Linked DNA regions of Mus musculus: region 2 is linked to region 1. Evidence: chromatin contacts called from public HiChIP or PLAC-seq data. All regions are on one chromosome and are shown on one strand. Each heading gives the region's core, a stretch centred on a gene start, on an enhancer-like site or on the middle of the called end of the contact. The rest is flanking DNA. Distances are from core to core; before and after follow the strand shown.

Region 1 (5,319 bases), core at 1,910-4,409:
CCTTCTTCCCACAACACCAGTCTCCCTGTCATATCCCTGTCTCTTCTCTCCTGTGCCTCCCTGCCATCCTCTAAAGCGCTTTCTACGAAGCCTTCCTGTGTTCATTTTGTAACTGGGGCAGGTCATAGAGACCGGTGTCAGTTTCTTAGCCTTCATCTTCATCATTACATCCTCTTGGTGAGATAAAGGGAAAAAGAAAGGGAACCTTGTCTCTCTTCTGAGCTCTCAAAGCAAACTTGCTCCGGGTCCTGTGTTCTGTTAACCACAAGAAGAGCTCATGGCACATACTCTTCCTTTGAGCTGCCCCACTGGGGATCCTGAACCTCAAGCCTCAGGGCCAGGACACTAGGGCTCTATTTTCCACAACCTAGAAGGCTCAGACTCTTTCTTTAACCCTGAGGAGAACTGAATGTTAGCTCCCAGATTTGTGTGATGGGCGAGGGTGGAGCCAACTAAGACCCGCCCCCTCCAGGGCTGGTGAGAGTGTTCATTATTTCCCTGCCATGCCAGCCAGGCCTTGGGGTGAAGCCAGCCCCAGCTTTTGATGGGAGACAGATTTAATTACCTTCTCAGGCAGAGGGCGAGGATAATGAGAAGCAGATAAAAAGCTTGGCAAGGCAGGGCCCTTGAGCACTCGGCCTGCCTACCCCTACATACAGCCTCTGGGGGTTCAGGGAGAGCAAGAGTGTGGCTTCCCAGGCAGCTGTGGCCCTTGTGTAATGCCACCACCATGCCCGAGACTGAGTCAGCACTCTGTCTGGGTTACACAGAGCACTCCCACCCCAGTGCGGAGGAATGCTCGGTCTTCTGCAGCAGTGTGGAGTTAGTCCTAGGACAGATGGGAAACAAGACACAAGCAGACACCAGGGCTTCTGGCTTGTACGAGGCCTGAAAGTTCTGATGGAATGGGACATTAAGAAGAAAGATTGTGGAGAAAGGAGATCTGTGTGGGGGTGTGGCAAGGCTTGTCATACTCAGGATTGGGGCATCTTTGCCTTTCCCAGGCAGCCTGCCTGACCTGGTGTTTTCTTTCAAGTGCTTATAGGATTGTCCCAGAGCTTCCTTCTGAGTCTGTTCCAAAATTCTTTTATAATTGAAACTAGGAATCCTGAGAGGGGACCCCATTTTCTTGGTAACATATGGTAACCTAGCTGAGGCTCCATGAAGTTGTCAGTAACGGTATGGCTAGACTTGGGAACTTTACAGAGTGGCTAAGGCACTGGAGTGTTCTTGGATTCTTGTTGGTGAGGATAAGGAGGGAGAGCGGAGGTGGTGGGAGAACAGAATGGGGTGCCTGCTTGAAGATGACAAAAGGACTAGGCAAGAGGAAGAGGTTGGGCAGACAAGTGAAGAACATTCTTGTGGGGTCCATTCTGGATTCTGGGTTCTTCCCTGAGGGTGACACAGGGTGCTACACAAACTAGGCGGGTATCTTTCTGCTCCCTGCCTTTCCTGCCTTTCCCTTAGAAATGCCATCATGCTGGGCTCCACAGCAGATCCCTAGGGGGATAAACAAACCTGAGTGCCCAGAGAAGGATTGATAGAGAAGGGCCAGAGATGAGGGTGGGTCTTCTGCTCAGACCTGGTTCTCATGCTGATGACCGGAGCCTGAGCTGGGAGGACCTGAAGGGGAAATTGTCAAACTATCCCTTCATTCCACTGGACTCCTTTCCAAAGGGGCAGCCGGAAGGGCAATCAGGAGGTGTGGAACTTAATACTGTAGCCCATACTCCAGATAGGAAATTTATTTTCTTAATCCTGGGTAAGCTAACACTATCCTCCACATCATAGTTTCCTGATCAGTAAAGTGAGGCTTGAAACCACATCTCAGGATTGTGGCATGAATTTTAAAAAGAGAGCCACACCGAGGATAATGTATGTAAAATTCCTAACATGATGCCTGGCAAGGGGCAGCTCCCAACCACTAGCTGTAATGATGGTTACTATTACTAATCCCGTTGGGCAGTGCTTCTCCACCTTTGAAAACTCTAGGTTCCTTTGTGAGAGGCACACAGGTCTCAAACCCCTGCCTTCTTCCACACAGGATTTAAAAAGAAATAAAGGCTGGAGGGGTGGGGAGACATTTCAAGAACTTACAAGAGAGCTTCCCAAATACAGGGATGGCTCCGGGTGGGCTGGGATGGGGAAGGTGTTCTGGGCTGCATTTCTGAGTGTGGTCCCGAGGCTCGGAGCAACCACTTGGGTAGGACTCCCCTCTTTCCCAGGCTACCCGCAGTGTGTGTTGGATCCCCGCCCAGCCTCGCAGCTCAGGCCGCAGTGACTTTGAGCCAAGAACAGAGGAAGCTCTTTCGAATACAAATACCTTTGGACCCTCAGATCCCAGCCGGCGCGCCATTCTCATGCTAATGAATGGGGCTCCAGTTCAGGTGGTTTTGAAGGGGAAATTGCCAACACAGTTACCCAGCCCAGCCTGCTGCGTTTCTCCTCTGCCAGGACTAAGACCTCGGGGATCATTTTTAGCACGGCCTCCAGTACCAGCACCAGCTCTACCCCAGTGACTCTATAGTTCTGCAAGTCTCATGACTGGCTGGGCTCCATTATTTGGGGTTTATGAACTGAACAGATCCTTCTAAATCAATGTAATAATTCACGTGACAGTGATAGCTGCCATTCACACACCTACTCTCCAGTCAGGGTGTTTGGGAGTGTGCTCAGAGCACTGGGTCCGTCATTGTTCCGTCTGCAGCAGTGAGGCCCAGAAAGTAAGGCAAAGTGCTCCAGACCTTGCCACTGTGGTGCCAGGCTCCAAAGTCAGATGTTGTATAGGGCTACACCTGTAGGACATAGGCCTTGATCATAGGTCACATCACCCTATGATCATCAGTTTGGGGTTTCTGGGCCTGTAAATATTCCCCCACTGAAGCCCCATTTCATTTTTCTGTTGTCTTATCATTGCCCTCTCCCCTTTTATCCAGACCTGGACAATACCTGTTTTAACTCAATGAACTACTCACCCTTCAAGGCCTAAGTCACTTGTACCAGCTCTGCTACATAAAGCTGTCCAAGCAAGCTCTCTTCATTCTGTCTCCACTGTTCAGATCTTTAGGATAGTCCTCAGGTGTGGTCCTGTCCCCTTCTGGGCTGGGAAGTACTTGAGGGAGAGTACCTGCCTAGTTCATCTCCACAATGCCAATGCCTGGCACTGAAGAGGTCAACTCAGGAACTTTGGAAAATTCCATCTCCTCTCCTGGAAGAGAAAGGTCATAGAGGACTTAGGCACCACCCCCTCCGGAAGGGAGGGGCTAATTACATTCCTCAGACAAGGTGGGGGGAGGGAGGAACCAACCATCAGCCACTTGCGGGTATGGGAAGTCCTGAGCACATAGACACATTCTGTGACCATTGGCCACCTATAGACAAGGGAAGTCCTTGCCACCTCATTCCCTAAAGACCAATCAGTTTAAAAGTCGCACTGTTCTGCCAATCACAATGTGCGCAATGGCTGCGGCTCTGAAAACTGTATAAAAACTTACCGAATGGGCTGTGCAGAGTCCTTGTTCTCTCTTCTTCTTGTGCAGGGTGACCCCAGCATGCTGGAACAATAAAATTCCTCTTGTTTTTGCAACGATTCCCGGCTCAGCGTTGTTCACTGTGTGTGTGTTGGGGGCAAAGGTGTGTGTGGGGGGGAAATCTCTCACCAGAGTCTTACATTATTGGGCCTGGTAATCAGCTTCGAGAATGTTTCCAGGATGAGCCATTGACTAAAAGGGATGGTTCCAGTGGAGAAGGCTCTGGGCACTGAAGGGGGCACTGAAGCAAAAGTGTCATGAGCTCTTGGCATCATGAAGCTCCACACCTTGGCTTCACTCTCCCATCTGTGCTGGCAGTGTCTCCTCCAGAGCGTCCTAAGACAGGTCACTTTGTACCTCAGGGCCTTGACTAAGGCCAAGGAAAACTTGACTCAAAAGTGACTTCAGCCTAGATAGGCAGGGTACCAGCATTGCATTTGACACCCGTCTCCTACCAAGGTATGGGGAATGTGGCTGGTGGGTCACTGCCTCCTGCCTTTGGGGGGCTGCGTGGTTTTGGAGAGAGCATGTATACTTCTATTCAAGAGCAGCCAGACCTCTAGGTAATCAGGCTCTAAGCCACATCCCAGCTCAGATCAAAGGCAGCCAGACTATCGTCAGTTCACATGAGTCACACATTAGCCAAGCATCATGGGAGAGTGATCTTCCCCGTGAAGCCTCAGTCACAAATGCCCTGCTCCCCCACCTCTGCTACGAAGCCCAGACATATTAACTAAGCCTGCTTCCTTGAGATGCAAGACCTTCCACCCCCAGACACCTTCAAAAGGAGACATGTTCCTTGGCTGATGAGATGGAAACTCTCTCAGACTCTGTCCCCCAGTGGCATCTGCAGCACTGATAAGGCTCTACCCTACAGGACAGTGTGACTCAGCCTCTCCTCCTCCCTCTCTTCTCTTTCTGCCTAAAATCTAATACTCCTCAGATGACTTCTGAATGGACTTCCCCCTCCACCTTGGCAATGGCTAGGTTGCACACTCTCTCAACTCCTTCTTGAATTTTCCACCCCATCCTGGACTTAGTAGAGACTAGAGAAGAGCCTTGTAGAGACAGTGAGCTAAGCAAGCTCCAGGCTGGGGTACTCCTCTTTTGTTCAGCTCTGACCTGACTCCTGTCCTATAAAAGCCCACCCTGGCTCTGGAGCGGTTATGTGTAGGGTTCTGGGAGGTGGGGGGAGAGGGATACTTATTCAGGAAGTCATGTCCTGGAATTTATCTCCATAGCCTAAGAGGAGGAAGCACTACCCGGCTGGTGGTGCTGGGGTAGGCTGAGGGAAGGAAGTCATTGGGGTTTGATGGGAAGCTCATTTTGCCGTAATTGTATTGTGCACATTAAACCAGAAATTGTGAGAGTGAAGGCAGAGCAGGAAAGGTGCTGAAGGAGTTTCCAGGGGAGGAGCAGGGGCTGAGGAGGCATCCCAGACTCATATGGGACAAGGGGTGGGGCTTTAAGGTCCTCTGGGCCAGGCAGGGACAGCACCACCCTACTCTTTTATATTTACATTTTTATTTTCACACATATATGTATATGTGGCATGCATGCCTGTTTGGTGTGTGTGTGCGCGCATTTATGTGTTCAGGTAAAGGTGTGTTGAAGCTAGGGGTTGACATTGGGGGTTTTGACCATTCGCCATCTACCTCATACATTGAGGCAAGGTCTCTCATTTGTACCCAGAGCTTGCGGATTTGATTAGTTTAGCTTCCCATCTTGCTTTGGGGAGCCTCCATCTGCTTCCCAACACCCCTTAGAGGACTGGGCTTAAATAGGTGTG
Region 2 (5,319 bases), core at 2,098-4,597, 160 kb after region 1:
TATGTATGTGTGCTCTGTGTGTGCCTAGTGGCTGTGGAGGCCAGAAGGTGGCATCAGATCCCCTGGAACTGAAGTTACAGATGGTTGTGGGCCACCCTGTGACTGCTGGGAGTGGAACCCAGGTCACCTGCAAGAACAGCAAGTGTGGGGCTGGTGAGATGGCTCAGTGGGTAAGAGCACCCGACTGCTCTTCCGAAGGTCCAGAGTTCAGATCCCAGCAACCACATGGTGGCTCACAACCATCTGTAACGAGATCTGACGCCCTCTTCTGGTGTGTCTGAAGACAGCTACAGCAGTGTACTTACATGTAATGAATAAATAAATTAAAAAAAAAAAAACAGCAAGTGCTCTAAACTGCTGAGCCATCTCTTCAGCCCAAAAAGTTTATTTTTATAAAAACAGAAGAATGACAGGAGAGAGCTGAGACTCAGGATTATGGGGCATACCTCACCCCCTACTGGGATTTTCCTGCAGTTGGATTTCCTCATACTCTTTTGTAGGTTCCTTCTGTTCAGGTAGGGGCCTCTCTGAGGGCAGGACATGCATCCCACTCATTGCCAGTAGACCACATCCTCTGCTTCTTTAACAGTTGGTGACTGGATGCACAACTGTCCACATCTGTAACAGTGTACCTATCTCTTTAAGATCACAGGGAATACTGTATCTTGGGAAGTGTAAGGGCCCCTGTCTCTCAAGTGTACTCTCAGATAATTCCTCCCAGCAGCCCCTGGTTTACACCAAAGCTACACCTCCATTAGAATCAGAAAGGATTCCTTTTGAAGGGTCTTTTCTCATAGTCCTAAGGCTCAGAGTTGTTGATAGATCAGGGCTCAGTGTGCCCAGGATCAGGGCTCAGTGTGTGACCCAGCTCTGGGTTCTATGTGTGAACAGGATCAGGGCTCAGTGTGTGGTGAAAATCAAAGTTCGGCGGTTAGATCTCAATATGACCAGGATCAGGGCTCAGTATGTGATCAGGATCAGGGTTCAACACATGATCACAATTGTCCACTGTCCAGGATTGCACAGCCAGCTCATGAAACAGCCTAGAGAGGAAGGGTCGGGCCGGGAAAGCTCTGTGGAGCCATCTGTGGAGTATTTATTGAAACAGGGCCTGGGTGGGAGCGGCAGACTGTCTGGTGCTGAATGCCGGGCCCATGAGGCTTAAGCCCAGCTGCCACACCCACCTATTGCTGAGTTGCTAGAGATGGGGAAAGGGGACCCCTCCTCCCTTTCTTACTCCTCTTCCAGAAACTTCTGGGAATTAGTGGATGAGAACCATCTCCCAGCTGGTTTGAGGTCCTGAGGGTCCCTTGGGGAAATGACTGCAAACATTCCAGGGGGCTCATGTCATAGAGCCTAGACTGGCCAAGAAGTCCCCCATCTGCCAGGAGCCACCTCATCCTCACCCACCCTGTACTCTAAGCTTTTTCTCCATTCCAAGTAGGTGAGATCACCCTGGCTGCCCAGAGCAGGCTGCCCCTGAGGCCCAGGCCCCAGGGAGAACAGGTCCAAGGCCTAGGCCTAAGGGACGTATGTAAGTGTGAGTGTGTGTGTGTGTGTGTGTGTGTGTGCATGTAAGTGTGAGTGTGTATGTGTGTACATGTATGTAAGTGTGTGCATGTATGTAAGTGTGAGTGTGTGAGAGAGTCTGTAAGTGTGTATGTATGTGCAAGAATCTATAAGTGTGTGTGTGTGAGAGAGAGAGAAAGAGAGAGAGAGAAGGAGGAGGAGGAGGAGGAGGGAGGAAGGGAGGGAGGGAGGGGCAGTAGTATGCAGGCACATACCTCTGTCAAAGGCTATGAAGCCAGGCCTCCTTTGTCTGCCTCACTATCAGGACCTTTAAGCTGAGGGGAGGGATTGGCAGACAGGGTTCCTAGATCCCCCTCTCCATGACTCAAGCACCCCATCTTTACCCTTCCTCACTCCCCAAGAGTGAAGTCTAAGATACTAGGAAGAACTTACAGTCTCTTTTAATCATTTGCTGGACAGAATTTCAAGGCTCTAGAGAAGAACTTAAAGCCCCAGGCACTTCCCTGTAAACTAGCTGTGGAGCAAGAATCAACTCCACTACCTGAGCCTTCATCCCATCATCAAGAGCATCCTGTCCTTATTCCATGAGGCTGGTCTGATGCCTGCCTGTGGTTTCTGCTTATTGGTGCTAACGTATCCAGATTTTGTTTGTTTGTTTGTTTGTTTGTTTGTTTGTTTTGTTTTTGTTTTTCAAGACAGGATTTCTCTGTATAGCCCTGGCTATCCTGGAACTCACTTTGTAGACCAGGCTGGCCTCAAACTCAGAAATCCGCCTGCCTCTGCCTCCCAAATGCTGGGATTAAAGGCGTGCGCCGCCGCCACCACCACCTGGCCTGATGTACCCAGATTCTTATTGGTGGAAGAAAAAGGGAACTTTCTGACCCTGGTATAGCCTAGAGAACAAGTGCTCCAAAGGCTGGAACAGTCTTTAAAAGCCTCCTGGGCTCTGCAGGGGTGGGAGCCAGGCCCTCCCTTATGTTGGGCACCAAAGGTTGCCCACAGGGGATAGCTATGGGCTGGTCTGAAGTCTGACAGCCAGAAGTGGCAGCAGGTGCCAAGAAGAACATACTCCGAGCAGCTCAGTTGACACCAGGCTTTGAATTCTGCTGGCTCAGGCAGTGTTTTCTTCCTGCCCACCCCTCCTACCAGTTAACACCCACCTAGCTCTGCCTATGAACATTTTGGGGCCCACCCTGGGCCATAAGCCCAGGCTGTCTTGGTGGTCTTTGAAGACGGCTCGCTATAGAGGTGAGGGGGGGGCGACTTGGCCAGTGTGCAAGCCTGGGGAGCAAGGACAGAGGGAGTGGCTCTGTCAGGAAGTCAGGAAATCCCTTGGTCTCCCTGGTCCTGTTCCTAAGCCTTTACTTGTGGCATGCCATTCCACCCTCCAGACACCTTTTCCCTCCAGCTCCTGGGTCTTGTTCTCATTCCAAATCTTCTAGGCTGTCTCAATGGCTCCCACACCACCAAGCTGTAGAGGCAGTGAATTGCTACTAACCTCCTTGAGCCCAGGACCCTCTGACCAGGAAGAATGGCCAACAGTTTGGTGGAGGAGGTCGTTGGAGCCATCGGTAATCAGCCTGACCTTTTGGTGCTGTGTTCTTCCTCTCCCACTCTCTCCAGGCCTCCCTGACTTAGTCCCGGACCCTAACTACGTGCAGGCATCCACATACGTGCAGAGAGCCCATCTGTACTCCTTGCGATGCGCAGCAGAGGAGAAGTGCCTGGCCAGGTAAGAGGCTTGGGTGAAGCATGGAGCAGAGTGCCTTGGCATAGTCCGTGGGAATCACCCAGAGTCTGGCAAAGTATCTGAGCCTCTCAGAGCCCCGCCCTCCATCTTGCCTGGCTCAAGGAGTGAGGAAAAAGAAAGGGATGGATCACATCAACCTACACATTTTATCTACGAGGCCCTTTGCTACACTGTGACGTCAGTCTTAACACCAGCCCAGGCAGAATGGGCTGCCCTATTAGGAGACTAAGGCATGATGAAAGGAACTAAAGTTGATCCTGTCTGTATTTCCAGTGGTCAGTGTGGGTGTTGGGGAAGTCCTAGTGGGCACAGAACTGTAGGGCGTGGACAGGGACGGGTGTGGTCCTGGCAGCCTGTCTGATCATAGCAGGGAATGGCTGGGCATGGGTGACAAGGGGGCCTCAGCCCTGTACTGTTCTGTTCTGCAGAGAGGAGGAGAGCATTGCCCTGGCCCTGCAGAGCTCAGCTTCTGTGCTCTGGGGGCGCTCTCCCTGTGCTGAAAGACCGGGTTAAAGGGGACATTGATCTGCTACTCTTCTGGGCATCGATGCCCAAAGCATTTTTCCCCCTCTTTAATTGTTCACTTTAAAAACACTTTTTTTAAAATTAATTTTTTAACGTGAGAACTCTCTCAGCTTTTACTCTCTAGGAAACCATTTGGAATGTCAACATTTACTCATTTATAGACCTTTAGCCCCGTGCCCCTCAGAGTAGTTGACCATAAGCTCTTATCTCTCCGTGGTAAGATAAAGGACTTTCATCAGCATGGAACTCAATGGAATGCTTCTTTCCTAACGGCATCTGTTTTTAAGATGAGACTGGTCGGAGGGATGGGTAGAGCAGCTGATTTACACTCTGGTGAAAGTTCCTTAGATCATCACAATTGGGCAAAGTATCCCTATCCCGCCCATGGACAGCCACTCAGTTGACCTGGCCATTCAGGCCTTGTCTTGTGTCCCTTGTCCTGAGGAGGAGAACACACCACTTTGGCTGACATTCTTCCAGTGATAAGGGTACAGTCTCCATGGCGGCCTGCTTGGGTCTGAATCATTTTTGTCAAAGCTAAATTCTCACTACATCTTCTTGGACTATCTTAAGTGCCCAGCCCTGAGCTCCCAACTGGGTGAAGAGAAGGCAGCCTGCCCTGTGCCCTGGGCGACTTCTTCATCAAGCTGGATTGAGTGTCCCCTCATTCCAGGCTCAGATGATGGAACTAAGCAGGCAGAAGGAGGAGACAAAGAGCCAGGATGCACAACTCTGAGGCTAGGGGTGGGGGTGGGGCTGAGTGAGGTCAAAGAAGGAGGGGCCTGCAGGGATGTGGCCTCCTGGAAGGCTGGGATGGGATGACCAAGTCAGAGAAGCCGGCAGAGCTGGGGCCCTGCAGTGGGAGGCTTCTCTGCAATCAGTTCAAGTGTGGGCTGGAGCCCTAGGCCAGGTCCCACACTGCAGACCGAACCCAGAGAAGGGAGGGGATTTGCTTCAAGTCTTGCCATGAGCCTGTGGCCAAGCTAGGCCTAGAAGCTAGATCCGGTCGCTTTCCCACGATGTTCTGAGACGAACAGCAGGGCAGGATTTCACCAAATAGGCAGGGAGGATGTTTTGTTTCAACCCAGACACAGACAGATTCCAAACCTCCCCCAGACAGGGCCAGGGCCTTGCGTCTGAGCCTCCTGCTGGCCAGACATATTCTCGGAGAGAACTAATCCCCACAATGGGCCACCTCTAGCCTCTGGCCTTACAACCCATCCCCAAATGAGGCCAGCCAGGACAGCTGTCAGCGGTCAGCTGCAAAAAGGAGAGCTGGCAGCCAGGCTTCCTGGTGTGTGTGTGTGTGTGTGTGTGTGTGTGTGTGTGTGTGTGTGTATGTCCTTCTCTCAAAAAAGATATTCCTCTTTTCTCTTTCTTCTGGTAATTTAAAGTCACAAGTTTCCAGAAGACAAAGTGCACATTGCTGGTCTTGAAGCCATGCCATCAGGGAGAGGTGGTCTAATCACACCCGCACCAGCCAGGGGACATGTGACATGAGGATGAGCCATTGG

Evidence for each region. HiChIP or PLAC-seq counts read pairs in DNA pulled down with a chosen protein or histone mark.
Region 2: a contact with region 1 is called in an H3K4me3 HiChIP or PLAC-seq map of embryonic stem cells, with 6 times the contacts expected there. The contact joins the enhancer-like site here to the promoter of 4930461G14Rik in region 1. A contact is called at or near these places in 1 of 15 datasets of contacts at CTCF or cohesin (the NIH/3T3 cell line), 4 of 484 Hi-C or Micro-C datasets (the HPC-7 cell line, the N1E-115 cell line and embryonic stem cells) and 8 of 115 datasets of contacts at active chromatin or transcription factors (embryonic fibroblasts, embryonic stem cells, epiblast stem cells and 1 more).

The regions. Positions count from the first base shown.
Region 1 is chr9:58,453,013-58,458,331 of GRCm38.p6, reverse strand. 4930461G14Rik (RIKEN cDNA 4930461G14 gene) reads right to left here and starts at 3,159. Exons shown (of 3, transcript NR_040736.1): 1 at 2,976-3,159. It overlaps Gm32820 (a long non-coding RNA gene), which reads left to right. Exons shown (of 3, transcript XR_379493.4): 3 at 1-1,115.
Region 2 is chr9:58,295,564-58,300,882 of GRCm38.p6, reverse strand. It overlaps Loxl1 (lysyl oxidase-like 1), which reads left to right. Exons shown (of 7, transcript NM_010729.3): 2 at 3,154-3,262. Among named protein-coding and RNA genes, the nearest start is that of Loxl1, 15 kb to the left of the region's middle. Within about 2 kb of position 3,347, at least 69 of the 459 cell types and tissues checked have an H3K27ac peak or open chromatin away from gene starts, as enhancers often do. A contact at or near this core is called in the N1E-115 cell line, embryonic fibroblasts, embryonic stem cells and 1 more, where this site is marked.